Linked DNA regions of Zea mays: all the other regions are linked to region 4. A link is a contact called in public Hi-C data. All regions are on one chromosome and are shown on one strand. The core of a region is the stretch at or near the end of the contact, and the rest is flanking DNA. Distances in the headings are between cores, read along the strand shown. Region 1 has its middle 63 kb from the start of LOC100283148. Region 2 overlaps LOC100274680. Region 3 holds the start of LOC100274680. Region 4 has its middle 51 kb from the start of LOC103653257.

Region 1 (2,721 bases), core at 6-2,505, 260 kb before region 4:
ATCCCTCGTCCGAAAAGCCATCACAACATTATCGACCCGAGAACCTCCCTATACGTAGCTCCTCTACCACCCTTGCCCCTTTCGGGTAAGGTAGTCCTCCACTAGCTTTCCTAATTAGTCAGCCAAGGGCGTCCCATTCGACCCTTGGGATAGCACGGATATCTCAAGTTAAGCTCCATATTCCAATTAACATAATAATCTTGTCATGAACAATAATTAAGACAACAACATAACTTGAACATGATCATATGATCATAATGTAATATTAATCCCAAAACCAGGTAGAGCAATAGCAAAACTACCCAAAAGTTCAGTGGTAACCAAGGTGTGGGATAAACAAGTCTATGGAAACCTATTAGGTCCCATAAAATTAATCTAAGCATGTCAGAGTGATTAACAGGAACACTATTAGGTTTAGAAAAGGGATCAAGTGCACAACTTGCCTTAGACTTGAGATTCCCAGGTACCAGCTTGGTCTTCAAGGGACTCGTAACCTCGCTGCTAATCGTAGGCAATACCAACAAACATGGTAAAGGCAAAATTAACATCACACCAAACATAAGAAGAAACTGCATAATAATGTTCTACGCAGCGTAACTAGATCCTGGGTTCGAGAACTACTAAATTCGGAGTTACGGTTATAAAGTTATGATTTTCCGAAGGTTTAGGTGTTTACTATAAAACAAAGGGGGTACAAGATTTTAATTATAGTTTTCATGGTAATACAAAGTTACTAGATGATAAACAATATTAATATGAGATTAATGCAACTGGAATGGATCAAAAAGGAGTTAAATTGAATTAAGTATGAATTAAACAAGTTTCTGGAATTATTTTTATACTAAAAATCCTTTTCTTTATTAATTTATTCGGTTTATTTAATCTCTGGACTGCGGCCACTATTCGCGAGAAGCTCAGGGTTAAAACCGTGAAAAGTTGGACTAATCTGTAATGGAACTCACACTATGGTGTACAGCGGGTTGATATATTAAAAGATCAGGGTGCCATATGTAATCCTCTAGGTCCAAGGGGTATCCCATTGCCGAGAGCTGTCCGATCACGAGTGGACGCCCCTGACTAGATCTGCTCACTTAATGAATCGGTACGCACAGTGCTCCATCGGATTGAAGATCCACGGTCTAGATTTAAAACAACCAATATCGACTTTCGTCCATTCGATCACAAATCTACGGCCTAGATCTGATCGTGTGAAGGGGTACACGATGTTATAATCTCATCCATCCATCGCCGATCCGACGGCCAACCCTTCTTCTTCCCCCCTGACACCGACTGAGCGGTGGCGCCGCCGCTGTATAAGGTAGAGGTGCGCCCGCGAGGCCATGACCGGCGCCCCAAAGCCCAACCCGCGAACTTATGGGTGCTACACTTCGAGAAAGACAAGGCGGGCGACAATAAAGTGATCTTACCGGTGATGGCGTCGCGATGGGGATGGTTCACGGCGAGCAGCGGATCTGCGGCCGATTGTTTGCTCCAGCGATCAATTCCCGATGGCCCGGAGCGTAATCCCCCAGGAAAAGCAACATTCGTGATCTGTGAAGCTTGGTGAAGCTACCCGTCCCGATCGAAGGCCTACGCTGCAGCCAAATTCAATTCCGACTGTGACGGCCCCCTTCTCCCTCAGCGCGCTCGGCGATGGCAAGATTGACCAAGATGGTTGAAGGACCTGACAGCGATTCGGGCGGCCTATATAGGGAGCAGGGGAGTCCGACCCAGGATGGCCACAGTGGGTCCCAACAGGTCTCGGCCAAGTCGGCTATGTCGGTGGTTCAGTTGAGGTCGTTGCGCGACGAGGGGAAGACGGTACTGGAGCCATGGGTCCACAAATCAGTGTCTCAAGTAAACGGGAAGCGCCCCTGAGCCTCGGTCCCACGTGGAAGCGAACGCGTCACACGGTGTGGCTGTTCCGCAGGGTCCGCACGACAGTGTCAAAGTTTTCCCACGCAGGCACGCCGTGTCACACAGATCAGTGGGGTCCATCCGTCAGCAGGCACGAGCGCATGGGGAAGATGGGCCACGTGGGATGAATTTGGGGTGATGGTGGGCCGGCCGAGCGGGATTCGGCCCAAGGTGGGGTTTTATGTTTTTATTTTCTTTTTCTTATTTCTATTTTTCCTTTTCCATTATCTTTCTTTTCCAAATTCAAATGTTCAAGCCAAATTCAAATTTTGTTATGAATTTCAGATCAACAATCTCAAATATAATCCAAATGTGAATATAAATCCTACTATTTTCAATTTTATTATTTATTCTCCTTCCCATTATTTAATTCTAGCCATACATGACTTTATTACAAATTACTTTTCTCATTTCTGTCTTATATTTAACAAAATCATCGGCATGATATGCACATTTTTTTATTTATTTATTGGTTAATAATCTCCAAAGGTTTCATAAATTCCCAAAGCACTAAAATAATTATATTTATTTATTTATACTGTTTTATACAAATTTTGAGCTTTACAGAGGTGCAGGTTGAAGGTGAAGAAGCCAGTGAAGAAGGCAATGAGCAACAAGATTAGAGTATATATATAATCTATATATAGGAAGTAGTATTTGTAAGATCTAAATATTACGTTAGGTAGTATCTAGTATTTTACTAGTCACTTGAGAAATAATAGAGAAGTCATTTTAGTTATGTATCTTATTAAGGAGGCATATTTCTTTTAAACAAATACCAAATAAACACATGAAATTATGCAT
Region 2 (3,024 bases), core at 221-2,720, 380 kb before region 4:
CCAAGCACATTGGCCCAGCCAGCCAATTGTTGATCGGTTTGCGCATATACCTGAGCACCTGATCAGCCCTTCTGCTTTTAGTTATGGGTTGCCACAACCACTTATGCATCCAGCCTATCCTCATCCTCATTCTCATCAGGGATTGGTAGGTCAAGGACAGGGTAATTTCCTTCATTTCAATCCTGGTATTGAGCTGCAGCATCAAGGCCAGGCTTTCTTCGGTCCTCCAGCTGTCTACCACCCCATGGTGAATGGGTTTCACCCATTCGGTATCAATGGTGCTCAGCAAGTGCAGTACATCGACAATAGGATGGTGCAGAGGCCACCATATGGTTTTGGCCCAGGTTTCTGGGGATGATGGTTGCAGCCTGAGGAAAGGTTGGTTGCTAACTAGTGGGGGTTTGAGGTGAAAGTTGTCAGTTCAAAGAAAAAAAAGCTGTTGTGTCTAATATACTCAAAGATTTAGCTTTAAATAGGGGCCAGTGGAAAATAGCTAACCATGTGTCTGAACCTTGATTTGTGGTTTTTGTTCGGTTTCAGCTCTAGCTTACCTTAGAAGTAAAATGTTCTGTTGATGTTGGATTTTAACTCTAGCCTATCCTGGGATTAAAAGGTTTTGTTGTTGTTGTTGTAAGTTGTAATTGTAACTGTTAGGTTTGTACTCTAGTCTGATTTAAAAGTAAAAAGGCTATATTGTTGTTGTTGTATCTAGACCTGTACAAGGAGAAATAATCAAATAAGGAAAAAAACACAATGTGGGAAAGAAAGCTGTAATGTCGTTTGATCTAGTTTAAGTTGTTGATTGTACCACCTACGTGTGCTGTCTTTGTGCGAGCTCATCTAAGATGCATGTGAGATTGGGCGAGTTGAAAATCTGCTGGACAGTGAGAGGTGTCCCAGCTGAATGGGGTATGGCAGCAAGAAAGACTGAAGTTTGTCCGTCCTGGATGGAGCGTTGGAGGCGTGCAATGCAACAACATCATGGTCCCAGTCAGGAAGGTACAGTGTGTTGTTGGGTTCCAAAACAGAATCATGTCCAGCTCCAAGCAATGCCGTGCTGTAACTGGAGTGTACTTTCAGACGCAAGCTGTCTATGCTGTTGATTGGAGCGAACAAACAGTATGCTCTGTGGTAGGCATGAGCCGTTGCTTGTGCCCCCCTCTTGAAACTGTGGCGTGCCGTTTGTATCAGCAAGGCAGGCAAAACCGGTAGAGACAAGACAAGATGCCCCGGGACTGTTGCCTGCCGCCCATGGTATGTAATCGCCAATCTGTCGTGTTCATCGGCAATAGGCAAGCACTGAACCTGGAAGAAGTAGAAGGGAAAGCCGGCATATGCATGCGTTCGTTCATCTCACGTAGGCGAAGCATGGCGCTGTCGACGGCCACATCACGTTTGCTGTGCTGCTGCCTGCCTGCGTTGCTGACGCGATGGATGGATTCGACAGCAGCATCTGACAGAGGCAGCACCGGCTTTCGAGCGAGAGAGACGGCCGGGTGGGCTCTGTACAGCATGTTCCTATTCTGGACTGACTCGATCGATCCGGGACATCGTTTGGATGTATCCGGGAAAGGTTTTAACCTGTGAGTGTGATTGCGTGCGCAAGCTTCCGTGAATAAAAAGACAAGCAGATCTTGAGTACGTTGATGGCTCCGCATCTGGTAGAGAGGTGTGGTTAATGCGAATTAGGCATTCACTGCATCTGGAGCAAGAAAACATGAGTCCGGGCACGCAGTTTTGTGTTGGCAGATAGCTAGAGCTGAGACCGGACTAGGCGCACTGCAGTGCGCTTACCCTGATGAAAACGGCACTATATACTGTTGTATTTTCCTAGTTGCAGCTTGATGCGCTTGGACATTATTGGAATCCTAACTAAACATGCAAACGCGGAGGTGCATCCACACGATCGATCGGCGTATTTACATGCTTGATGCAGTGCACATATTTTCGACCCCCTGGTAACGCCTTAACAAACCCTCCATCTGTCTGTCAGTCTATCTCTATCTATCTCATTGAGACAGTCACTCACGCTCACGGCTAGTTTAGGAATCCAAATTCCTTTGGATCCCCTTCCTTTTCCCGGGTGAGAAATCCCTCTAGATAACAATTGATAAGATATTTATGGGATGTTTCAATATACTAGAGCTAATAGTTAGTGACTAAAATTAGTTAAAGACATCCAAACACCTTAACTAATAGTTCAACTATTAGCCATTTTTAATAAATTCCTTTGTTATGTTATACATATATATATGCACTTTATGGAATATATTTTTATTCTTCCTGATAGGATCAGTTTCCACATATACAGGTGGAAGCAACAGTTGAGGTTTTTAGTTCTACTTCTTGCAAGGATTAAGCTCTTTAGTTCTAATAAATGACATTGTAGCAGACTATATATGCGGAAATCAATTAGTAAGTGTTTTTTATTCTCTAGAAACTTGGAACATGTGAACATATAGTCACTTGTATAAGTTGCACATAAGCAAATCATAGCAGACTATTTATAAGGGAGTGAGTTGATGTCATCTCTAATAGAACTATATAATAATGGTAAATAGTTCTTGCTCAAATAATTGAAACACGTGTATTTAACCAAGTCATGTGTTAAATAAAAAAGTATTAACTTTTCTATATTACTTTTATGTGCATTTATCTAATTCAATCCATTGAATGCAGCATCTGAATCTACATCTGATCAAGTGCTAGCACAACTTCTTATTTGAATAGAAGGCTAAAGGTGAAAGAACCCGCACAAACGCTTGTGTGACAGTATGATTGTCTTTCTGTTTATATTTTTTCATACCACATGGATATGAATACCATATGCATGGACATATAGATATATAAAATTATATGACTATTGTATTTCTTAAGATATTTTTTTCATTTTGGAAGCTATCTGGTCCCCTACACAAAGTTTGATGGATAAAACATGGATCGATAATGATGCTAAGTACAAACCATGTTTCACAAATTAAATGACACCCATGGTTAAAATGTCATTTAACATAAAAATATTGT
Region 3 (2,712 bases), core at 91-2,590, 400 kb before region 4:
ATCAGCTTAGTTCATTCTTTTTTCTTATTTCTATTTCCTGATTTTCTTACTTTTCAAATTCTGAAATTCCAATGTAAATATGAGTTGATTCAAAAAATATCCAGATTATATGCAACATATAAAGAACCCAACATGATATGCAAGTCATGTTTATTTTCTAGGTTAATTATTCATTTAAGCAAATGTTTAAACTATGGAACACATACACTATTCTTTATAGGAATATAGTATTTTGTGTGTGGGCTACAATTGTAAATTAATTCAAAATGAATATCCCATTCTTATCTACTTTTAGAGGACCTTAGCATATGACTTTTATCAAGGGTTACATTAATTAAAATGTTTTTAAAATATTTTTAATTATTTAGCTCATGAGAGAGAATTCTTCATGTTAGCAAATGGGTTGAAGACTTCCTCGTATTATGTTTTTTTTTTCCTGTATTGAGAAATTAACCTCTAGTTTTAAAATTTTTAGGGTCTATCTCTAACAACATTTTTTGTATCGCCATCTATTCACTTCAAGAGAAGATAAATTAAAAAAATGAGGAACCCTTATTAGGACTCACTTTAATTCTTAATCTTTTGGATAACTCTTATAAATCCAAAAATAGGATTTTGGGTTACAATCGATCATTAGGTGCTAAGTCGAAGGCCTCGTCGAAGTTGCTACATAGCGTAGGCCCCGGTCGCCCGTGATCTTGTACAAGTATGGTTAGTTAAAATAAGGGGTCGAGCCTTCGTGTCGTTGATCGAGGGGTCGAGCCTTCGTGTCGTTGATCGAGGTCATGTTTAGCCTTCACCCCAACAAATGTCATTCATGTTTTTTTGCTGATTATATTTCATATCTTTGTATATGATCATTGTATATTGAATGAGGCTATACCCGAATGCTTCTAGCATGCTTGAATATTATGGCTCAATCTGAATACGTGGATACTTCATCATTCGACATATGTGGAATTATGTGTTGTGCAAAAACTTTATATGAATTCAAATTTGCATATGTAAGGTGTATGCGATTTTAGTGATCAAATGTTGTGTGAATCTATTATTATTCAGTGTGCATCATACAATCAACCGATTACAAACAAATTATGTCATTTTTTATTTTTCAAAAATAAACAAGGTTTAACCGAAAACGCTCGATATAGGCGCGTTTTGACGGATTTTTTTTTTTAAATTTGAAAGCCCAAACCGTTCAGCAGTTTTCGTTTTTTTTTCTGGATAGGAAGCGGGAAATCGGGATAAACGAGATGGTTAACCGTGGGTCCACACAGCAGAGCTTCATCGGACATAATGACTTTCTCTGAAGTCTGACCCTTCCGCCCAACCTTCCCTCATCCTGTCATCCACCCTCGCCCAACCGACGGCTACCGGTTGTAAGATTGGAATCGTTTGATGGCCGCCGCCGCCGCTTCGCCTCCGGTTCCTTTAGGACCCGATGCCTCCGATCTACTGGACGGGGATCTCCGTCTCAAGTTCGTTGTTGCCCACCCCCCCCCCCCCCCCCCCCCCCCCCCCCCCCCCCTGGACGGGGATTTTACTGTTCAGTTGCTTACCTTTTTCTCTGGTGAAATTCGCTATGAGGGTGCACGATTGTAGTAGTTTTTTTACTTATTCAGCCATTAGATGCGAAAAAGTTCGTGCAGTTGTTGTTTGCCGTGATAGGATTCCCCCGCTAGACCAGAAACCGCTGTGTCGCCGTTGTTGTGTTTGCTGTCATGGCAAATATAGATTTCTTCGGCTTTTTATGTGTTTGAGCTTTGTTTTCTTTGCCATCGTGCAGGCCCGCTGTGGCAATCTCATGGGATTCCGAAGGTACATATCTCTATCTGCTTACCCTCGGCCTTTCTTTTTACACTTGCGTTGCTTACACATCTCTGTCTTTACCTTGGGCCTTTCTACACTTTTTGCTTGCTGCTCTCTCCCGCGGTGACCTGCATGTTCATGGAGTGGTCTTGTGGTGTAGAAAAGTAGATAGAATGCCAGGGTATTAATGCAAGGCGCCAAGTTATTACACGAAGCTATACCCCTTGCTGTGCGGTTCGAAAAAGAACCTTCCTCCTCGAAGGACAAAGCCACAAAGGAATAACATTCCTTTCACTGCTCTCTTCTTTCCTTTTGAAAGTTTGGAAGCCTAGACACATTTCTGTGTGATTACCTGTTACCTTTCTACACTGCTTACTGTTTCCCAGAATCCCAATGATTTGTATGTACATTGAGTGGTCTTGTATAGTACAACCAAGCAGATACAATGTCAAGGTATTGATGCAATGAGACAAGTTATTAGGGGGTGTTTGGTTCTCCTGACTAAAGTTTTTTTTTCTCGAACATGCAGGAGAGCTGCGTATCATTCTATTAAAAGAAGAAATAAACAAGGTCTAAAATAAACCGGGGTACAACTGACGCCTTACGGCGGCCTGAACGAAACTAGCATAGACTGACTCATCTATAAAACTCTAGGCTACATGAGAGAGGGAGGCAACAAGGGATGTCAACCCCTTGGCCCCGGCAGTCTCCCACAGACGGCGCTCATCCCCCACATGGATTAGGAAATTAGCAACATTAGGGGAAAGGCCATCAAAGATGCATCTGTTCCGATGATTCCACAAAATCCAAGCGCCCAGCATAATGAGGGAGTTTAGGCCATCTCTGAAGGACCCCTGAATAGCTTCATTTGCTTGATGCCACCACTCCATAAAATTAATATCC
Region 4 (2,700 bases), core at 188-2,687:
GTGTCCGAATATGTTGGTAATGCTGTGAGAACTTGTTTGATTTATGGTGTTTGTGAGATACGTGATGTATATATGATATCTGTGATGATTATGTGATATCTATGATGTATATGTGATGTCTTTTGTTTGTTTGGATGGAATAGCAAAAACAAATAAAAAAGATGTATACTGGTCACTTTGCCGAGTGTTAGGGTCATAGCACTCGACAGAGAAGAAACACCTGGGCACCGGTAAAGCTTCTTTGCCGAGTGTTGTGACACTAACACTCGACAAAGAAGCAAGTTTTGTCGATTACCTCCTAGCGCACTCGGCAAAGAAACTAACAAAGGGCCCCGCTGGTGGCCCCTTTGCCGAGTGTAGGCTGGTGGACACTCGGCAAAGAGGTAAACTCTTTGCCGAGTGTATTAGGTGACACTCGGCAAAGGCGCCGTCTCCGTTACCAGTCGCCGTGATGGCGATTTTTCTTTGCCGAGTGCCGAGTGCCCGATAAAAAGTACTCGACAAAGAAGCCGTTGCCGATGTACTGTTCGTCGAGCTCTCTTTGCCGAGTGTCACGCTGGGCAAAGTGTTTGTCGAGTGTTTTTCAGGCGGCAAAGCGCCCGATTCCGGTAGTGAGGGTAGCAAATAAATACTTGAGCTAACAACATAGAGTACACTCCCACCAAGCTAAGCAACCATTATTACTTTATTAGCTAATTAGCAAGCTGAAACAAATCATGCACCTTCCATCTAGCATACACCAATAGAGAAGCTGGCGGACAGGCAAGAAGTAAACAAACAAAAACACAATCATTTGTCTTCCTTTGGTATCCCTTCTTCCTTATATCCTACACCCTTGGAATAATTTTATATCGACAAACGCAATGTGCACCGAGAAAAACAAACAACACAAGTGTAGTACATTACTAATGTAGCAACAGAAAAAAGAGAAGATCATCAGTAGTACTAATCACTGTCAAGCAACCAATGGAAAACCCATGCCCTGCTAATTGAAGTTTAACAGCATCATCTGTGCATATGATGACCAGGAGGAGAGGAGATTATCGTCATGCACACCTACCGTACCAAATGGTGCCATGACATGGCATGGTATGGTGGAGAAAGAGAGAGGGGGTATGGGGACAGACACAAGTCCAGCGAGCGCGCAGCCCCGGGTGACTCCCTCACGTGGTTGGGATGCGCGCGGCTGCCCAGCTCAGCTTGCTTTTTTCTATCTATTTATCTATAATCTTCCTTCCTTTCTAGTTGGGCGGACAATATTTTTTTCTCTTCTTTGTTTTTTTAATATATATATATATATATACCGAACCAAATAAAGAAGTCGGGCGGGCAAACATGCCAGCGCGGAGGAGACGATGATTGTCCCCTCCATTCCCCTCTCTTCCATTAATTGCCTCCATGGTCTAGATGTCATTGACCCATCCATTGTCATTGTCGCCCGGTAGACGTAGGTCAGGACTAGAATGGCGCGCCGTGTGGGGTCCCCTTCCGCCGTCAGCCCTGTAGCCGCGCCCCGAGCCAGTTCTTGCTCCCACCGGCCAATGCCACCTCGTCATTGTCATTGGTCGCGCCATCACCGTTGGTGTCCGCGGCACTAGCAGTCGTGTGGTCGTAGCTCTTCTTGGTGTCCACCAACCGTGCGAATTAAAAGCAATGCACAAGTCAGGGGGCAGGGTGATAAATTAAACGTAACTAATTCCATGGCATTGCGATTCCTTGATTCTTCCATGCCATTTTTATTTCTTTCTTCTTTTTCTTTCAAGAACGAAAGTAAGAATCGTCGGTCCGCCAAAAAAGGCGCAATCTTTTGGTGTTCTTGTGTGGGCAGGGCAACCATTGTACTGGGGAATTCAGTGAACGAATAATGCCGGAGGGATGGGTGGGTGGCTAGAAGATGAAAAGCACCTTGCATCTGAGGGAGCAGAAGCGGAAGGGGTCAAGCGACGCGCGCCCGCAGATCTCGCAGTTGTAGGGGGATGTGGCGGCCTTGCTCGCGAATGTGCTGGTGCAGCATGGCTGGTGTAACACCTTTGATGTTACGATAACTAAAACTCTAACATGTCATCATAAGCATTTGCATTAACTTCCTTGTTATACCTAGAGTGCATTCACTAGGTCAAAATTTTCATTCCAAAAGTGTGATGTTTTGTATTGAGTATAGGACTTAGGTAGAGAACCTTGCATGAGTTAAGCTAGTGAGGATCATCTCTTAAGGAATTGACAAGTTGACTTGGAGTCTTAAATTCTAAAAGCAAGTCTTGAACCTAGAGCAACTTCACTTTGGAATGTACATCGAGTGGAAGAGTCACTTGAGGAGCTAGATCAACTTTAAACCCTATATTGAGCTTTGCTTGGAAGGGGTGGATAAACAAAGCAACTCCAAAAACAAGGATAATTTGGACATAAGCTCTATATAATAAAGTTAGATCTTAGGTAAAAGAATAATTTTTCTTTTAGAGGTGGATCGAAGTTGAGAAGTGGTTTGGAGAAGTAGTCATAGTTAAAACTCAACTAGCCCCAAAAGTGGAATTCAAAATCCAGTGAGAATTTGGTATTCAAAGTACCGACGTTGTAGACCTTGGAAAAGTGAACAACTTTCTTATTTAGAGATTTCCATGTTGTGTGGAAAGATTTGGAGTAATTTGCAAAACTTCATATTTGCTCAAATTGGATTCAGCCCAAAACAGTTTGGTTTAGCTG

The links. A called contact is a pair of places that touch in the nucleus more often than the background predicts.
Region 1: a contact with region 4 is called in a Hi-C map of ear, with 4 times the contacts expected there. The contact joins two enhancer-like sites. A contact is called at or near these places in 3 of 25 Hi-C or Micro-C datasets (ear, leaf and tassel).
Region 2: a Hi-C map of leaf shows a contact between it and region 4, with 8 times the contacts expected there. The contact joins two enhancer-like sites. A contact is called at or near these places in 6 of 25 Hi-C or Micro-C datasets (ear, leaf and tassel).
Region 3: a Hi-C map of leaf mesophyll shows a contact between it and region 4, with 2.3 times the contacts expected there. The contact joins the promoter of LOC100274680 here to the enhancer-like site in region 4. A contact is called at or near these places in 2 of 25 Hi-C or Micro-C datasets (leaf and leaf mesophyll).

What each region holds. Positions count from the first base shown.
Region 1 is chr4:53,653,190-53,655,910 of Zm-B73-REFERENCE-NAM-5.0, reverse strand. No RefSeq gene overlaps it. Among protein-coding and RNA genes, the nearest start is that of LOC100283148, 63 kb to the left of the region's middle. Within about 2 kb of position 1,255, at least 17 of the 20 cell types and tissues checked have an H3K27ac peak or open chromatin away from gene starts, as enhancers often do. A contact at or near this core is called in ear, leaf and tassel, where this site is marked.
Region 2 is chr4:53,766,982-53,770,005 of Zm-B73-REFERENCE-NAM-5.0, reverse strand. LOC100274680 reads left to right here. Exons shown (of 10, transcript NM_001148999.2): 10 at 1-767. The coding sequence ends at 358. Among protein-coding and RNA genes, the nearest start is that of LOC100274680, 18 kb to the left of the region's middle. Within about 2 kb of position 1,470, at least 18 of the 20 cell types and tissues checked have an H3K27ac peak or open chromatin away from gene starts, as enhancers often do. A contact at or near this core is called in ear, leaf and tassel, where this site is marked.
Region 3 is chr4:53,784,624-53,787,335 of Zm-B73-REFERENCE-NAM-5.0, reverse strand. It overlaps LOC100274680, which reads left to right and starts at 1,340. Exons shown (of 10, transcript NM_001148999.2): 1 at 1,340-1,478; 2 at 1,787-1,818. The coding sequence starts at 1,399.
Region 4 is chr4:53,389,513-53,392,212 of Zm-B73-REFERENCE-NAM-5.0, reverse strand. No RefSeq gene overlaps it. Among protein-coding and RNA genes, the nearest start is that of LOC103653257, 51 kb to the right of the region's middle. Within about 2 kb of position 1,437, at least 14 of the 20 cell types and tissues checked have an H3K27ac peak or open chromatin away from gene starts, as enhancers often do. A contact at or near this core is called in ear, leaf, leaf mesophyll and 1 more, where this site is marked.